2 separate regions of the Loxodonta africana genome follow, and region 1 is linked to region 2. A link is a contact called in public Hi-C data. All regions are on one chromosome and are shown on one strand. Each heading gives the region's core, a stretch centred on a gene start, on an enhancer-like site or on the middle of the called end of the contact. The rest is flanking DNA. Distances are from core to core; before and after follow the strand shown.

Evidence for each region. Hi-C and Micro-C count contacts between places; a contact is called where the count stands out from the background.
Region 1: a Hi-C map of umbilical cord endothelial cells shows a contact between it and region 2, with 3 times the contacts expected there. The contact joins the promoter of ACO1 here to the promoter of NDUFB6 in region 2. A contact is called at or near these places in 3 of 3 Hi-C or Micro-C datasets (blood, fibroblasts and umbilical cord endothelial cells).

The regions. Positions count from the first base shown.
Region 1 is chr9:85,000,495-85,003,405 of mLoxAfr1.hap2, forward strand. ACO1 (aconitase 1) reads right to left here and starts at 1,414. Exons shown (of 21, transcript XM_064291812.1): 1 at 1,309-1,414.
Region 2 is chr9:84,845,923-84,848,622 of mLoxAfr1.hap2, forward strand. NDUFB6 (NADH:ubiquinone oxidoreductase subunit B6) reads left to right here and starts at 1,324. Exons shown (of 4, transcript XM_003407319.4): 1 at 1,324-1,619. The coding sequence starts at 1,440. It overlaps LOC135232468 (a long non-coding RNA gene), which reads right to left and starts at 1,262. Exons shown (of 4, transcript XR_010323080.1): 1 at 1,110-1,262; 2 at 315-531.

The sequences.
Region 1 (2,911 bases), core at 164-2,663, 150 kb after region 2:
AATGTTAGAGAACTACTGTTTTAGAGGTTGCTTCCTTGTCAGGAGGGTTACGTGGGTCTCTCCTCGCAAGAGCGGGAGGTGGGGAGAGGTGCCACTCCGATGTGCTGGCTGAATTGGGAAGGAGAGCCCCACCAGAGAGCGGCCCACACTCCCTTCCTGGATCCCTGAATCTATCAGACTAGGCTCTGCCCAACTCTTCCACCCAAAGGCGCCTTCCCCTTGTGCCCATTTCCCCTTACCCATTGGTGTGGATTACCCGATTTGCCCTCACGACCTGGGGGTGAGAACTCCCCCTGTACACCCTCAGGGTCAGGACACCCCAGCAGTCCCCACACCCTGGGGCGTGAGGACTCCCCAGCTGGCCCCACACTCTCGGGACCAGGACTCCCCGGGCGGCCCGCAACACCCGCGGAGTGAAGACTCCCCGGGCGGCCCGCGCATTCTCAGGGTGAAGGCTCCCGGAGCAGCCCGAGCACCCGCGGTGAGGACCCCCCCTGGCAGCGCGCACACTGTCAGTGAAGACTCCCCGGGGGCCCGCACAGCCTCGGGGTGAGGATTCCCCGGGCGGCCCGCACAGCCTTGGGGTGAAGACTCCCCGGGGGCCCGCACACCCTAGGGGTGAAGACTCCCCGGGCGGCCCGCACAGCCTCGCGGGGAGGACCCTCTGTGCGGCCCGCACAGGCTCGGGAAGGACTCGCTGGACTGCCCGTACACCCTCAGGGTGAGGACTCCCCTGGCAGCGCGCACACTGTCAGTGAAGACGCCCCGGACGGCCGGCACACCCTCGCGGGGAGGACTCTCTGTGCGGCCCGCACGGCCTCGGTGAGCACTCCCAGTGCGCCAGGCACACACTTGGGACGAGGGCTCCCTGTGCTGGCCGCACAGCCTCGGGGTGAGGACTCCCAGTGCGCCAGGCACACACCTGGGATGAGGGCTCCCTGTGCTGGCCGCACAGCCTCGGGGTGAGGACTCCCAGTGCGACAGGCACACCCTCGGGGCAAGGACTACCTGTGCGGGCCGCACAGCCTCGGCAAAGACCGGCAAGAGCCATTTCCAGTGCCCCATACTGTCTCCCGGCGCGGCGCCGGCCGAGGCAGCACGGAGAAGTCAGCCCCCAGGGGCCTGTCCTGCTTCCCTTCGCTCCCTCCCCAGACTCGTCCCCCTCCCCCCACCCTGGCCGCTCGGCGGTCTCAGTCCGGCTCGGGAAAGGTGCAGCGGGCGCGGTGGGCAAGGATCGCACCGACTAGTCTGCGGGGGCAGGCGGCCGTGCTCCCTCTCGGACATCTGTCTGACCGCGTTGGTACTCACAATGGATTGCACCGTGGTGCTCCCGCGACTGGCGAGCCCGGAGCAAGTTGCGAAGCCCGATCCCGTGCGCAGCGCGGTTCGGCCGCCGCCGTCGCCTCGACGCTCCTCCTCCTGCGCCTTCCAGGGCAGCCGGCCGGGGGCGGGGCGCGAGCAGGCCCCGCCCCTCCGTCGGAAGCAGCCGGGGCCTCTTGGCCGGCGGCCCCGCCCCCAGGCGGGCTGGAGAGGCGGCTTCCACCTCCGCGCGTGGTGGGACGGCCGAGGGCTCCGCGGCAGGAAGAGGAGGGGCGCCTCGCCGGGACAGGGCGGCTCTGCGTCCCAGAGCCTGGGATGAGGGTGACTTTCCGCTTTCTTTGGGCTTAGAGTTTAACTGTCCAGCTCGTTCTAGGAAGCGAGCCGAAAAGATGAAGTGCTGCCTGGCTTTTTTTGTTTGTTTTTGTGTTTTTAACGATTTGCCATAAGGGCAGCGGCCTGATTATTCGGCTGCCCCGGTAGGTGGGGTCATTTTGTCCCCCATCCACCCGCCGCTTTGATTTCTTGCACAAAGCGCGCCAAGCGGTACCGGCGACATGCTGACAGAGTAGGACTTCAGCATTCCCATGGCTTGCAAAGGCAAAGTTTCTGTGTGTAATTGTTATTTCTTTAACGCGTAACAACACTTTTTAATGCATTCTCTTCACTCGCTGAGAAATGACATTGAGTGGACTTTCTTCACAGAACCTGCTTTTGATAGTCAAGTTGGTTGGAGTTGCACCCTCTCAGGCAAACGTTCAGACATTTCAGTCCAAAGAAGTGATCAGATCTTTGTAGATGAAAGGTGGTGAGGTTTTCCTGGACAGATTTAGAAAGTTATTGTAGTTTTTTCTTTTTTAACCTTGAGTATCTGGATAAACAGCTTATGGGACGAATAACTAATAGCTATTACTAAGATCTTATTACTAAGATTGGAGCCCTGGTGGTGCAGTGGTTAAAAGCTCTGCTGCTAACTGAAAAAGATCGGCAGTTCAAATCCATCAGCTGCTCCTTGGAAACCCAATGGGGCAGCCCTACTCTGTCCTATGCGGTCACTATGAGTCCATCTCCTCTCTTGTTGTTGTTAGGTGCCGTCAAGTCGGTTCCGACTCATAGCGACCCTATGCACAACAGAAGGAAACACTGCCCGGTCCTGCACCATCCTTACAATCATTGTTATGCTTGAGCTCATTGTTGCAGCCATGTGTCAATCCACCTCGGTGAGGGTCTTCCACTTTTCCGCTGACCCTGTACTTTGCCGAGCATGATGTCTTTCTCCAGGGACTGACTCTTCCTGACAATGTGTCCAAAGTATGTAAGATGCAGTCTCACCATCCTTGCTTCTAAGGAGCATTCTGGTTGTACTTCTGAGACAAATTTGTTCGTTCTTTTGGCAGTCCGTGGCATATTCAATGTTCTTTGCCAACACCACAATTCAAAGGCATCAGTTCTTCTTCGGTCTTTTTTATTCATTGTCCAGCTTTCACATGCATATGATGTGATTGAAAATACCATGGTTTGGATTATGCGCACCTTAGTCTTCAAGGTTCACGTGCACCTTAGTCTTCAAGGTGATGTCTTTGCTTTTCAAACT
Region 2 (2,700 bases), core at 74-2,573:
AACAAAGTATATTCAGAGAAGTCTAACTTCTATTATTCCTTTTCTTCCCCTGTAGGCAACCTTAAAAAAATCATTTTCCTTTCTATTACTTTAAAAATTTAAGCAAATGTGTCAGTTTGTCATACTGTGGTGCCTTGCATGTTGTTATAATACTGGAAGCTATGCCACTGGTATTTCAAATACTAGCAGGGTCACCCGTGGTGGACAGGTTTCTGTGGAACTTCCAGACTAAGACTAGGAAGAAAGGCCTGGTGATCTACTTACAAAAATTAGTCAGTGAAAACCTTAAAGGTAACAACAGAACATTGACTCACTTGCTTTGGACCCATCAGGAGGGATCAATTGCTAGAGGACATCACGTTTGGTGAAGTAGAGGGCCAACGACAGTCTCCCTCAGTGAGATGGATTGGCATAAGGGACGCAACAATGAACTCGATCCTGCTGGAGATTGTGAGGATGATACAGGACTGGGCAATGTCCTTTTCTGTTGTCCCATAAGGTCACCATGAGCCAGAGTTGACTCCACAGCAGCTAACAACAACAAAATATGTATATTTAGCTTTACCACCATTGCCACTCCTTTTTGGACAAAAGGCAGCTTATTATATACACTTCTCACCACCTAGCTTTTTAAACTTAAAATATATTCTGGAGATTGCTCCACAGTTGTATGTACAGTCCTTTATAACTTTTTACAGCTGCCTCAGCTTGCGTAGGAGTACCATAATTTATTTAACCAGTTCTCTATTGAGGGATTTTTGGGTAATTTTCAGTGTTTTGCTGTTATAAATAGCGCTGCAACGAAGAGACATATACATTCCTTTCCTATATCCACATCTTTGGGATAGTCCTTGAAGTGAGACTGCTGGGTCAAAGGGTGACTGCATCTATGTAATCCTGGTAGAGGTTAAACTACTCTTTTTACTTCCTTCCGTAAAAGTTGCCCAAGGTCACTTTACCAGTTACTGAACTTGGATCTAACTGCCTCCAGAGTCTCTCTAGGTCATGGGAAGAGGAACGCCACAGTGGGAGAGGCAAGCGAAGAATCTTGCACTCGGACATCACATTCATCGGAACATATATTCTCATCCTTCCAGCTGTCAACGTACCAGTTTTTCCTTATCAGAACCTCCAGGCTTCTGACCTCTCGTATCTTCTCTTTATCCATCACTTCTCTCATCCTGCATCTGAAGTGTCCTACCGCCCTCCAGCGCGTGATCTGAGCCCGTAAAGCAGGGTGGAGGCTGTTGCGCATGCACGGCCATGGCTTCCCTCGCACCGGGGTTGGGCGCCGTCGCAGAGGCAGGACGTGTGACGTTATAGCCCCGCGCCACTCCCAGGTGTCCTCGCAAGGTCGCTTTGCCGAGCGCGAGCGCGCGTAAGGGACAAGCCCGTGCGTCGGGGACGGGCCATCCTTGTCCCTTGATACCAGCGGTGACATGTCGGGGTACACGCCAGACGAGAAATTGCGGCTGCAGCAGCTGCGAGAGCTGAGGAGGCGATGGTTGAAGGACCAGGAGCTGAGCCCTCGGGAGCCGGTGCTGCCTCCGCAGAGGGTTTGGCCTGTTCAGGTGTTCTGGAATAAATTTTTGCAGAAGCCGTCCCCCTGGAGGCACGCGGTGAGTGACGGGCCGCCCTCTCCCCTATACACACCTCGCGTTGGGGTCCAGCCTGACCAACGGACGTTGGCTTCTTGCAGCCACATTAGGGGCTGACTTCGCTCTACAGTGAACACCCCGTAGTCCCCCGAGGGAGAATCAGGTTTAACGGAGACTACAGTTTAGCAGGGACTAAAGAGTCTTGGGCTAGAAGTCAGGAATTCCAGGGGTATGTGTGGCTTTGGGAGAGTCATTCCCTGGTGCTGTCAAGTGTGATAGGGAGATGAATCTTTGCTTTGGTTTTACAGGACACTGCACATTTGGTTCTCTTTCTACTATAGACGTCTTCACTCACAATGATTGCCAAGGATTCTCTAGAGTTAAAATATTGTAATTTTAGTATTTGGGGACACTTGTCTAACTTTTAAGGTTGAGGTTATACAGACCAGCACTACACCCAACTACTAGAAGAAACAGTGAGCCCCTAGCTGATGGTACAGTCCTATGCCATTACCATGAAAGACTGTCCTTTTGGTATTTTTAGTGAATTATCTTCAAGGCGATGTTTCTAAACTACCACTGTTCTAAACTACCACTGTACTTCTAACACACTTTTTTCTTTAAAAATTACATGCCTGGGCTTTGCAGAAAATCATTTCAGGACTGTCTTTATTTTCAGGGTCTCTGAATATTTTCTTGAGTTCTATTAATTAAATCATACCAGTTATGGATAATGAACACTACACCTCAGAATTACTTTCAGTTATTTGGTAAATTCAGTTACATTGGCTAATAATAATAGTGATATTACAAATAAGTAAAAGTTGGGTGCTTACTATGTGTCTGACACTTGGCTGAGGGTTTTACATGTGTTGCTTCATTTAATCCTTTACACCTATAAGGTAGAAGCTATTTCTAATCCTCATTTTAAATATGAGAAAACTAAGGCCTACAAAATTCAGTGACTTACCTATGGTCACAGAGCTGGGAATTAAAGGAGCTCGCATTGAAATCCACTTGCATTGCCTTCCTTATTGTGCTACGAAGGCAATTCATCAGATCTTCTTCATCAGTAGGTACTTCAAGTCCTCTTCACTTTCAG